2 separate regions of the Sus scrofa genome follow, and region 2 is linked to region 1. A link is a contact called in public HiChIP or PLAC-seq data. All regions are on one chromosome and are shown on one strand. Each heading gives the region's core, a stretch centred on a gene start, on an enhancer-like site or on the middle of the called end of the contact. The rest is flanking DNA. Distances are from core to core; before and after follow the strand shown. Region 1 holds the start of ALPK3 (alpha-protein kinase 3). Region 2 holds the start of ZNF592 (zinc finger protein 592).

Region 1 (6,270 bases), core at 3,090-5,589:
CAGGGCTCCTACATTTATGGATGCCGCCAGCACGCTTTCAAAGTCCAAAGCCGTAAATCTACCATTTTGGACTCCTCCCTCTCCCTCCCAAGACCCAATAATCAATCATCTGAGGCCCTTCTTTCTCCTTTTCTCTCTGTTCCTGCTGCTATGTTAGCACCTAGACCCTCATGGCTCCATATCTGATGAACACCCCAAACCCCTTCTCCTTCACCCCTCACATCACACCATTTCTCTGAAAAAAAAAAAAAAAAAAAAAAAAAGCTACAATCCCCCCACAGGATATTGAGCCTCGACTCCTTGACTGGGCACTTAAGGCCCTCCCTCCCCTACTCACACACCCTCACACATGGACTTCTACTTCCCAACACTCAGATTCCACTGTAACCAGACCTATCCCCTAACTGGCATGGACGCGTCCTTTCCTGGCCTCTGAGACATCACCATTGTCCTCCCTGCTTGGAAAGCCCTCCGTCTCTTCCTTCTGCTCGTCTAAATCCTCCCCAGCCAGCCTTCCAACCTAGCTCTTTCCGTAGCTTCTGTAGTTCTTAGGACAGTGCTAGGTATACAGTGGGCCTTCAACAGCTGTTGTATGGAAGGAAGAGAGAGAGAGAATGAGGGGAGAGGAGGGAAAGGAAAATTAATCTTTCAAACTGGAAGGGAGAGTCCTGTCCCCCAGAAGGAGCTGCTGCTCCAGAAGGCAGCCACCTTTGCTCAGAGCTTTAAAAGTCCTCCAGAGGCTGTGAGGGCAGGACCTCCCACGGTTTCAAGGCACTGGCCAACTCATCCTTTCCTGATCGTGAGCTTCCTTGGCCTTTCTCCTTAGAATGGAGATATTTCTCCTTTGTTCGGTCTGGGTTTCTTCCCTGGGAAGGAGAAGGAGAGAATCAGCTCCCTAATTGAGATAGAAAATGACAGGTTCCACCTGCAAGGAGGCAAGGGGCTGAGCTGTGATTAGTGACCCCTCCCTGGCTCTCTCTAAGGCTGGTTGTGATGCTCTGCCCCCTGGAACCACTGTCTTGCTTTCTCTAGGCCTCACCCTTACTTAATTAGCCACATCGGGAGGAGCCATGGGAGGTAGAGGCACCCTGTCTTCAGAAGGTGGCTGTGCCCTGCTGACTGGGCCAGAGGTAGGCTCAGGGCTCTTACCCAGGAAGGGAGCTCCCCGTTTATGGACTGTAAGAATCAGAGGAATTGAAAGCTGGGATAGAAAGGCCTAAAAGACATTTTAATGCTCCCCTCATTATAGAGAATGGGAATTCAGGGCCCAGGAAGGAAAGCTCTCTTCATAAAGAAGAAAAGTAGCCCTGGGAGCAGTGCAGTGAGGGAACCAGGACTGGCTACAAAAGCTAGAGGCCTCCCATTCCTCTCAGCTTTCATGTATCCTGGGATATAAAAGAACTTCGGAAAGTCCTAATCTGATGCCTCAGTTTCCCTGGACAACCTACCTGACCCAAGCAGAACAGAAGAAGTGTTACAATGTTATAGTAAATATCATGACACTCTGCTGCTGCTCTGAGCCCGCTTGGACCAGGGCATCTAAGAAAGGAGGGATCAGAGATTTCTGGAACTTCTAAGTGTCCCTCAGAAGCAAGTTAGTTATAACTGCATCCACACAAGGAGTGGTTCCTTAACCTACTCTGGCCTACCCACGCCCACCTACCTAAGAGCTGAGGTACTAGAGGCTGGATACCCTAGGAGGCAGGGCCTAGAGTGCGGTGGGACTATTTGCATGTTGGACCTCTGACCCCGGTGATTACTGGAAATATCCTGGAGCTGACTATGGACTGGAAACCCCTCCAGGGTCAGGGGAAGGAAAGGTATGCACAGGAAGACAGGTTCTAGACCTGGGCCAAGGCTTCTGGTGGCCTGGCTCCCAGTCTAGCTGTCTCTCAGCTCCCACAGGGCAGCCCACCCTCCCAGGGGCCCATGAGAATGATGACTCACAGGCTCCATGATAGCTTTGTATCACAGTAGACCCAGAAAATGCTGAAGTCAAGAGTGAGTGGGTGGGATGGGATTTGCCTCTCAGTCAGGACTGTGGGATAGTCAGGTTTCAAGGGGCGGGGGCCAGTATCAGCTGGCAAAGTCTTCAACGGGGCCTATTCCCAGCCCCACAGGCAGTCGGGCTGCTCTGAGAGAAGACTATAAGGTTGCCTGCTCTAGTCAGGCCTTGCTAGAGAACCGGGAACTTCCCACCCCACTTACAGCCCCATTCACTTTCACAGTATATCCTCTTGGGCCAGAGGCCTCTCCAGAAGTGAGGTAAGCCTGGGCTTCCTTGTCCCTCAGGACCTGTGGGGGGGAAGGGGTGTCTGTGGCCAGCTGGCAGGGGCAAAACATAGCCCACAGTCCTGGGCTAAAAAACCCTCTCTCCCAAACTGCCCCAGCCCTGCCCCTTTAAATGTTCAATGAAAAGAGTCTCCATTTAAGAGCACTCACTTAGGTCCCAAAGGACTTAAGCCAGACACTTCTTACCCATCTGCAGTTCTCAGGCTGACATACTGCTTTGTGCTCTTCAGATGTGCAATTAAAATTTATCTACCACACAACTGCTCAGCCAGGCAGCTAGAGAGTGGACACAGTGTCCACTCTCCAGCTTTTTTCCTAACAGCCCAGGGTCCCCCGCCCTCTCCATTCTGCCTAATTTTCAAGTCGCCCCACTGCTGTCTCTAAGAAGGGCCCTACTTCCCTCTTGTACTTGTTCCGCTGATGTTGACAAAGGCTGGACACAGGAGGCAAAGCCCAGACAAATCATTGTGACAAGTATGAGACAAGTGTGAGGCTGCTATAAGGCAATCAGCTTCACCATGGGCTGGAATAAATACACAAATTTCCTTCCAGCCTTTCCATAGAGCCCATGGTCAGGAGGAAGGGGCATTCTTTCTTGGCAGCCAGGGTCCTTGCCGAGTCTGACTCAGTCACTCACACCAGCCCTCAGCCCTGTCCTAGACATGTGACACCATTTGACGAGTTTTATGCTGAAACCGGTTCCGGTTACATTTGAACTTTTCCAACTCCAAGGTCAACAGAACTCAGCCAATCCACGAGGAAGTGCCTGGGACTTTTCCTGAATGTCCTTGATGTCTGTTTTTGTGCTGTTTTAAGAACGGAGGACAAGAGGTCTCTGGACAGCTTCTCAGAGGAGTGGCTGTTTTCGGTCTAACCTACGACAAGCCAAGTGCTGGGGCTGTGACACAACCACAAAAGCTAGCCATCACAATTCCCTGAGGAGTAGGCTCCAGTGGTGGAGGGAGACGGAGTGGCCGAGAGGGGGCAGGAAGTATCCGTCTCCAAGGCAATGCACGTGTCCCCATGGGCCAGTGTGCCTTTGAGTGCCAAAATGCCTCTCTATTGTCTGTGTCCTTACATCTGTAGGTAGCCGAGCTCCTAAAACAAAGCATCCACACCTCTTTAATTAACTCTTGGAAGGGGAGTAAAGGGTTCATCAGTTCAGCCTCTTCCCTTGGCATCCCATTGCCCCCAACTGGGCAGGGCACTTGGCTTCCTCAGAGCCACAACCTCTGAATCTTCAGGCAGGACCAACCAGCAAGCCACCCCTTCACCTCAACAGCCCCCACCAGGATCCTGGGGAAGACCAGGGTTCTGGGCCCAGAGGGAAAACCGTCTTTGCAGTTTATTTCCTCCTGGCGAATCCCAAGCCAAACAGCCCCCCACCCCAGGGCAGTGGCCCTGGCGTCCCCTCCTGCCTCCCTGCTGCTCGCCCACCCCCTCCCTGCCAGCCCCGAGGAATTTCGGCCTCCCCTGCCTTCCTTATCGCAAACTGTGGAATCTGAAGCCCGGGAGTACCGGCGGTGGGGGCGGCGGGGCGGGAGCAAGGGAGCGCAGATAAGGAGAGCCTTCGGGGGGCCCCCGTGAAATCACCCCGAACTAGGGCCCCTCTCGTCCCCTGAGCCTCTCCTGGCCAGAGGCCCGAGGTTCACGGGCCCTGAGAGGGCAGGGGAGCGGGCCCGGCCTGGCCGTGACCCGGGCCTCGGGCCTCCAGTCAGCGCGGGGGGCCCATCCGAGGGCCTCACTCGAGGCCTCTGCCCGCCCGACGCCGGCCCGGCCCCCCCCCGAGCGCGACTCACCTGGTCTCGGGCCGCACGCTGAGCAGGTAGCTGCGGCTGGCGGGGCTGGGGATCCACACGGGCCCGTCGTCCTCGCCGTCGTCCCCCGCCCCGGCCCGTCCGCCCGAGCCCCAGCCCCGGCTGGACACCCTCCGCGACCCCATGCTGCCGCCGGCCCGCACTCGCCGTCGGCTCCCGCCCGCTCTCCAGGCCTCTGCCCGCCCGGCTCCACGCCGCTGGCCGCCGCTCCCCCTCCCGCGGCTGACGCGCGCCCCTATTTATAGCCCCGGGGCCCGGCCGTCGTCACCTGCTGCTGTCCCTCCCCCGGCCCGGCCACCGCGGCCTCCCAGGCGCCGGGGGGCGCCGGGGCGCGGAGGCCCCGCCAGGCCTTGCCCGAGGGGCCGACTCCGGGTCTCTGGTTTCTTCCCTCAGCCGACCGCCCGTCGGGTGTACAGCTCTCCCACCGTGCGCCTCCTTGGCGGCGGTGTGCTCCCGCTTCGCGCGCGCCTCTGCCTCAGCAGCGGCGGCGTCCGACCCTCTCTGAGCCGAAGGGGAAAGGGTGGGGGTGGGGTGCGACTCTAGAAAGGGACCCAGTACGTGCCCCTAACAGGTCCCTAGGACCCTAGCTCCCTAGTCACCTCCCTGCCCTGCCCTGCCCGCGCCCCGTTTTGAAGGTGTGGAAGCTCCGGCTGTGCGGCCTTGGCCAAGCGGAGGGTGCCGAAGGACCCAAGGCACATTGTGAATCAACTGTAATAGAAAAAAATAAAAATCTTAAATAAAAAAGGAAGTATCCAAGGAGCTGCGCGGGGCGTTTGAGGCCTGGAGAAAGGCACCAAGGGGGCAAAGAGCCGCTAGGAGCTTGGGCTGGATCCAATGGGAGACAAGGGAGCCAGGGACTCGCCCCTCTTCCTGGCAGCAGACCTGACTGCCCCTGGCCTTGCCAGTGGCTGTTGGTCCAGCACTTAGACAAACTCAAACTCATATACCTCCATAAGTGACCTCGGTTCCTAGGAGGCCAGATTTCCTCTGGGTACCTCTGTGTTCCTCTCCATTATCTAGCATAGATCAGGGCTTCAGCGAACAATTCTAGAATTATTGAACCTCCTTTGCCACCCTTTTCAGCCTCCTTTCCCCAGCACCCAAAGGGGAAATGGGCTGAGTCCTAACGCCCAGAAAAATAATTTAATCATTCAATAGTTTCTGAGAGCAAAATTCTAAGCACTATCTAAATATGGTACTAAATATTGGGAGTGTCCAAGTTGGTTTAATCTTCTCCTACATCCTTGAGAGCATCCAGAAAGTACCTAGAGATGGATGATTTTAATCATTAGGAAGTTGGAGCAGGAAGTTCCTGCAGTGGCTCAGCATTAACGAGCCCCACTAGTATCCATGAGGATGAGGGTTCGATCCCTGGCCTCGCTCAGTGGGTTAAGGATCTGGCATTGCCATGAGCTGTGGTGTAGGTTGCAGACACACCTTGGATCCCATATTGCTGTGGCTGTGGTTAGGCTGGCAGCTGTAGCTCTGATTCAAGCCCTAGCCTGGGAACTTCCATATGCCGAAGGTGCGGCCCTAAAAAGCAAAAAAAAAAAGAAAAAGAAAAAAAAATTGGAGCAAAGGAGTACAACCCCTCTATTCTAGAAGCTGCTCTTACATCCCCACTCCTTTTGGAAATTGCTCTTCCCCTACTCCCACTGTGTGATTCCAAGGGCAGCTGCCATGTTCCTACCCTCTCCCCTCACCACTTCCTCCACCTTCTCATTTGACTCAAGCCACACTCTTCATGATACCCATCTCCCTGACCGCAGAAGTAAGCTTCAGACCCAAGCTGTGCCAAAGTTCTTCACCAAAATGGAGTTCCTGTTGTTGTGCAGCAGAAATGAATCTGACTAGTATCCATGAGGATGTGGGTTTGATCCCTGGCCTCACTCAGTCGGTTGGTTGGGGATCCAGCATTGCACTGAGCTGTGGTGTAGGTCACAAACTCGACTCAGATCCCAAGTGACTATGGCTGTGGCATAGGCCAACAGCTATAGCTCTGATTCAGTCCCTAGCTTGGGAAACTCCACATGCTGCAGGTGTGGCCCTAAAAAGCAAAAAAAAAAAAATGTTTTCAACTGGAATTTGGAAAAAACAAAACAAAACAAAAACAGTCCCAATAGAAAGCTGTGAGCTGCAAGGTCCGAGCTTTCAGCAGCCA
Region 2 (6,212 bases), core at 1,929-4,428, 75 kb after region 1:
ATATATTTAATCTCATCCAAAATGACAACAGCACCGAAAGGCAGCATGGATATTTTAACTTTTTAAGTAATAACAGCAGCTAGCATTTGAGCTAATTTTTTTTTTTTTTTTTTTTTTTTTGGTCTTTTTAGGGTCGCACCGTGGCATACAGAAGTCCCCAGGCTAGGGGCTGAACCAGAGCCATAGTTGCCAGCCAAAGCCACAGCCACAGCAATACCAGATCTGAGCCTCGTCTTTGACCTACACCACAGCTTACACCACCACCAGATCCTTAACCTACTGAGGCTGGGGATGGAACTCGAGTCTTTATGGATACTAATCATGTTCATTACTGCTGAGCCACAAAAAGAACTCCTGAGCAATTAATTTTTCAAATTTTTTTTTACTATAGTTGATTTACAATGTTCCGTCAATTTCTGCTGTACAACAAAGTGACCCAACCATTGGGAGATATATATATATATATATTTTTTTTTTTTTTAATTTGATCAGCACAACAACTCTAGGAGGTACTTTTATTGCATTTAAGCTGGGAAAAGCTTGAGGCTTTTCCAAACAGGAAACTGAGGCACAACAGAGGCTAACTCAAAAGTCATTCAGTTAGCAATTGGCAGAAGCAAGATGCAAACTCAATAAATAGTCTGGCTCAAGAGCCACTGGGCTCTGGAATCAGAAAGATCTGGGTTTGAATCCAGATTATGTTACAAACATGGCTTTGGATAAGTCATCTAGCTCCTCTGAACTTGTATACATAAGTAAAGGGGGCAAGACAACTCTTTTCTAGTAGCAGAGAGGATTAGGTTAAATATGATAATGCCTGCAAAAGTCTTCTAAAATTGATTCTTTCACCTAATGGCAGTCCAGAAATGTTAATTCATTTTCCTTTCCCTTCCTAAAAGCTGGGCAAAATCGTCTGAGGAAAAGGATCCTCCCCAGACTGCTTGAGGCTTTTTCAGGCAGATCAAGTAGTTAGGCCATTCAACACAGAAAGCCTTACCATACCTGCTTATCTTGGTCCACACCAGAGTCCTCGAAAATGTAAATAACGTCATGTCACTCACTTAAACCCCTTCAAAGGTTCCTAATTACACTGGGAATACAATCCAAATTAAGGAGGGAAGGCATTCTGTCCCCAAGGCCCCAGTGATCTGACACACCTCTCCATAGACTTATCTCCTCTTTCTCCCTTTCCCCCCTACAGCCACACAGGCCTCTTTCACTTCCTCCAACTTGCCGAGCTCTGTGCTGCTCCACACATGGTTAACTCTTAACCCTCCTTCAAGTCTCAGCATAAATGTCACTTCCTCAAGGGAAGTCTTCCCTGAGCCCCCAACCCAAATAAAGGGCGACGTCTCTTACCACTCTTCACATTTCTTTCCTTGTACTCATCACAGTTTGAAATGATTAGTTCACTACTACCTTCAAAGTTTTATTCAAAAGACTTTCTTAGGAGGTCTTTCCAGGCCACTCGAATATAAATTCAGTCCTCACCCAACAACTCATAGCCTCCTTTCTTATTTTATTTTTCTCCTTAGCACTTATTAACAGACTATATTTTTATTACATATTTAATTTTATTGTCTCCCCCCACCCCAAGCCTCCAGGATGAAACTTCCACAAGGGCAGTTATTTTTGCTTGCTTTCTTCACAGTATCTAAAACAATGCCTGGCACATACTAGTTGACAAATATTTGTTGTTGAATGAAATTTCAAGATGATTTGCTTATTATTGGGCCTTCCCACAAGTCAATGAGCTCAATTAAGCTAAAACATGTCTTTTTGGTTTACCGCTGTACTCCCAAAACCTAGTCCAGTGCCTGGCACATAATAAGTGCTCAGTAAAATTTTGCTGAATGAATCAAAGCCACGACCAGTGGAAACATTGGAAAATGATCAAAATGTGTGTGCTAGCACCTTGCTTCCTGCTCTCTTTCACTGTGTAGTGTACCTATGAGTTTGAGGAAACAGATCCCTGAAATCCTACCAAGTACCCACCAGGCCAGGCATGTCCACATCCTGTATCCTTAGCCACACTCTACACACCAACAGATGCACCAGACAGCCCTTCCAGGAACACAGAGCTGAAGGCAAGTGGGCCAACCCTAAGCCAAATACCATCTTACCCCCAAGTCCCCTCCTCCAGTTCTATTCTAGACTAGTCCTGGGTGTTAGACATACTGCCCTGGGTGGGTCTGTGAATTTACTCCAATCCAGGCTTTTTAATGCCATCTCTGGCCTACGCAAAAGAAAAAATGGAGAAGAAAAAAAAAAAAAAAAGTTAAAAATCCCTGAGCAGTTCTGATAATCCTGGGGTTCTCAGAAGCAGGCACACCTCAGGTCGTACAGACCCCTCCCCCTCACACGCGCTGATCCAAGGCCAGGAGGCCATCTGTCCAGCAGACGCTCCCCGTCCTCCCTCGGGTCACATTGAGCCTCCCCCTCAGGTTGGCAGGAAAAGCCCCTGCAGAGACAACCTCCACCCTGATCAACAGGCCTGGTCACTCCCTGGGCCCCCAACTCCGGGGCAGGAATACCTGTCTGCTCCCGATGAAACCTCCCCCGGGGTCAGAACTTGGGCGGGGGGGGGCGAAGGGGAACGGAGGGGCGCCAAAAAAGGTCGATCCCCCAAGTGTCTACTCCGGGACGGCGACAGCTCTTCGGGCGGCCCAGACGGTCCGACTGACAGGACGCCCCAGCGGGGGAAAGTGGCACCGTTATCCGTGCCCGGGCAGGGGGCCGTGGGCCGACGCCGAGGGCGGCCGCCCGTCCCGCGCCAGGAGGACAGCAGCATGCCCGCCCAGCCGGGTAGCGGCGGGTCGGGGCGGCGGAAGGGGCAGGCGGCCCGTCGGCCGGGGGCGGGGTGGGGTGGCGGCCGGGGCCCGCCAGGCGGCGGTCGGGGGAAGTGGCTGCCGCCTCGGGCGGCGAGCAGGGTCCGCCTGGCTGCAGGGCCGGGCCTCGGCGCGGGCGCGGGCTCGGCCCCGGCTCCGCTCAGCCCCGGCTCAGGCTAGGGCGGCCTCGGCGGCGGCCCCGGCCCACAAGCCCCGCCCGGCCCGGCCCGCGGGGGGCGCTTACCTGGCGGCGGCGGCGGCTGCAGGCCCCGGGCTCGGCCGCGCGCGTCCCCAGCGCCGGCTGCGGGAGCCACAACATGGCGACGGCGGTGGCGGGCGGGGCTGCGGCTCCGGGGGCGGAGCGGGGGCGGGAGCCGGCCTGGCGGCGGGACCTGGCTGGGGCCGCGGGGGGGTGGGGGGAGGCGGAAGGCGACTCGGACCTGGGCGCCCGGCCCAGGGCGGTGTGGCTGAGCGGCTGCCCCAGCCCCAGTCTGGGCCCGGCCTCTCGCCTCTTGCCTTCGGCCTCCCGCCTCCCGTCCCGGGCGGGCTGCGCGGCACCGACCCGACGGCGGCGGGCGGGGCAGGGGAGGCACGGGGAAGAAATAGAACCCCAACCTCGCGGACCCGGGCCCGGCCCGCGGGCTCGCCTGCCTCTCCTGCCCAGCAGAGCACCCGGAGCGGTACCGGCCCAGCGGCCGCTCTCCGCGACTTGGGCCTCTCGTCCTCTGACGCGCCTCCCGGGCAGGGCCGAGGTCGGGGCCGAGGTCTCCCACTAGAGGGCCACGATCTGCCTACGCGGCTGTGTCGCCCTAGCGGAGGGCGAGCGCCTCAGGAGCTGAGACGGCGTCCTCTTCCCTCAGATCTGGCACTAGTGGAGCCTAGTAGGCAGCTATGTGAAAGGTAGCAGAGGGGGCATGGGCCTGGCGCTTACTAGGTGCGCCCTCAATGTTGGGTCATTGCTATATCTAGAGACCTGCACGAAGGCCCGGAGGAATGGAGCCTCTGGAGGAACCGTGAGACCCGCGGTGAACAGAGTTGAAGGCCTGGCAACGGGTGCCTCCCAGGGTATAGACGGCGAGACCTCCGAGTTACAGGGGAAGCTAGGACTGTGCAAGGTGAGAACGGAGAGGTGGGCAGATGGCCCAGAAGGTGACCAGCAGGACCTTCCAAGAGCCCAGCGTACCTGGAGACAGGCGGAATTAAGGCAACAGCCAGGTGATAGTGTGAGAACCCAGAGATGAGGCCCTGGTGTCTGGCAGTGAGCACCCACTGCCAACCGTGGAGAAGTGCGTCTGAAGAACGGGGAAGGACAGGCCAATCTTCAAGAGGGGTGGAACTTTCAGCCCGGTCCGACTGTGGGCCAGACTCTAAGCTGAGCTGAGCTCTTGAGTAGGGAGTAAGTGGTAGTGAAGCGCTGAAGGCAGTAAAAAGGGTGGTGGTTCTTTCCCGAAGTTTGGCAGGGAGAGGGGAAGAAAAGCAGGCCTTATGTATAGCTCCAGGGGTAGTTGGAGCAGAGGAGAAAGGTGATTTTTTTTTTCTTTTAAATTGAGGAGGTGCACTCAAAAGAGCTGATAGGGGAGAATAAAAAGATGAGAGAGAATAATTAATGGTGCATGATCTCATAAAAGGAAAACGAGATGGGGGGGTGCTAAGAAATCTGAGAAGAGGCACACTTCTTCCAACCAGGTTTAAAGGATACACAAAGATAGAAATAAATATTTTAGGGTGGGGAGGTATGCATACTCAGCCAGGCATGTTCCCATGGTTCAGTGACCTGGATGACCCCCAAAGTCAACCATAATCCTGCTGGGGTCACTGCCCTTTAAAACTTACATGTAGTTGGCTCTGGGAAACCCAAGATCTCTGCCAATATTTCCAAAGATTCATGGGGGAACTTGGAGTTCTCTAAATAATCACTGGCCCCAATTGCCCTTTTAGGAAATTTGTCACTATACCTTGGATACCACTCCATTTATTTTATTAAGATTTAATTTTATATTTTTAATGTTCTAGTGGTCTTAAGGTTGTCTTTTCTGGATTTTTTTTTTTTTGGTCTTTTTGACATTTCTTAGGCCACTCCGGTGGCATATGGAGATTCCCAGGATAGGGGTCGAATTGGAGCTGTAGCCACCGGCCTACACCAGAGCCACAGCAACCCAGGATCCAAGCCATGTCTGTAACCTACACCACAGCTCACAGCAACACCAGATCCTTAACCCACTGAGTGAGGCCAGGGATCAAACCTGCAACCTCCTGGTTCCTAGTCAGATTCGATAACCACTGAGCCACAACAGGAACTCCAGTTGTTAGGGGTTTTTTACCTTTTTTTTGGCTTTTCTAGGGCCGCACTAGTGGCACATGGAGGTTCCCAGGCTAGGGATCTAATTGGACCTGTAGTTGCTGGCCTACACCACAGCTACAGCAACGTGGGATGTGAGCTGTGTCTGTGACGTATACCACAGCTCACGGCATCACCGGATCCTTAACACTACCTAGCAAGGCCGGGGATCAAACCCGCAACCTCATGGTTCCTAGTCGGATTTGTTCACCACTGAGCAACAATGGGAATTCCCTGTCTTTTCTGGATTTTTAAACCACTCCATTTGTATTTCCCCAAAAGACAGCACCATGCTTGTGAAAACAAGCAAAATGCCCAGTGTTATGTGATTGTTAAATTATAGTTCATCTGTAATCTTTTTGGCTTTTTTTGTTTGTTTTGCTTTTTTTTTTTTTTTTTTTTTTTTTAAGGGCTGCACCCAAGGCATATGGAAGTTCCCAGGCTAGGGGTAGAATTGGAGCTACAGCTGCCGGCCTACACCACAGCCACAGCAACTCAGGAGCTGAGCCATGTTTGTGACCTACAACACAGCTCATGGCAATGCTGGATCCCAGACCCACTAAGGGAAGCCAGGGATTGAACTCACATCCTCATGAATACTAGTCGGATTTGTTTCTGCTGTACCACAATGGGAACTCCTCATCTATAATCTTTAAAAATCATGTTGAAGAAAAATACTAATGACATGGGAAATACTTGTAATTAAAAAACACATTGTAGGGAGTTCCCATCATGGCTTAGCGGAAATGAATCTGACTAGCATCCATGAGGACACAGGTTCGATCCCTGGCCTTGCTCAGTGGGTTAAGGATCCAGAGTTGCCATGAGCTGTGGTGTAGGTCATAGATGCACCTCGGATCTGGTGTTGCTGTGGCTGTGGTGTAGGCCAGAGGCCGCAGCTCTGATTTGACCCCAAGTCTGGGAACCTCCATATGCCAGAGGTGCAGCCCTAAAATGACAAAAAAGAAAAAATTAATTGATTGATTAAATTAAAAGCACATTGTAAAAGGATATGATACCAGCCTATAATATAGAAACATACATAA

What was found. HiChIP or PLAC-seq counts read pairs in DNA pulled down with a chosen protein or histone mark.
Region 2: an H3K27ac HiChIP or PLAC-seq map of skeletal muscle shows a contact between it and region 1. The contact joins the promoter of ZNF592 here to the promoter of ALPK3 in region 1. A contact is called at or near these places in 3 of 47 Hi-C or Micro-C datasets (psoas muscle and skeletal muscle) and 2 of 2 datasets of contacts at active chromatin or transcription factors (alveolar macrophages and skeletal muscle).

The regions. Positions count from the first base shown.
Region 1 is chr7:52,714,436-52,720,705 of Sscrofa11.1, forward strand. It overlaps ALPK3 (alpha-protein kinase 3), which reads right to left and starts at 4,340. Exons shown (of 14, transcript XM_021098900.1): 1 at 4,092-4,340. The coding sequence starts at 4,234.
Region 2 is chr7:52,790,772-52,796,983 of Sscrofa11.1, forward strand. It overlaps ZNF592 (zinc finger protein 592), which reads right to left and starts at 3,179. Exons shown (of 11, transcript XM_021098901.1): 1 at 3,073-3,179.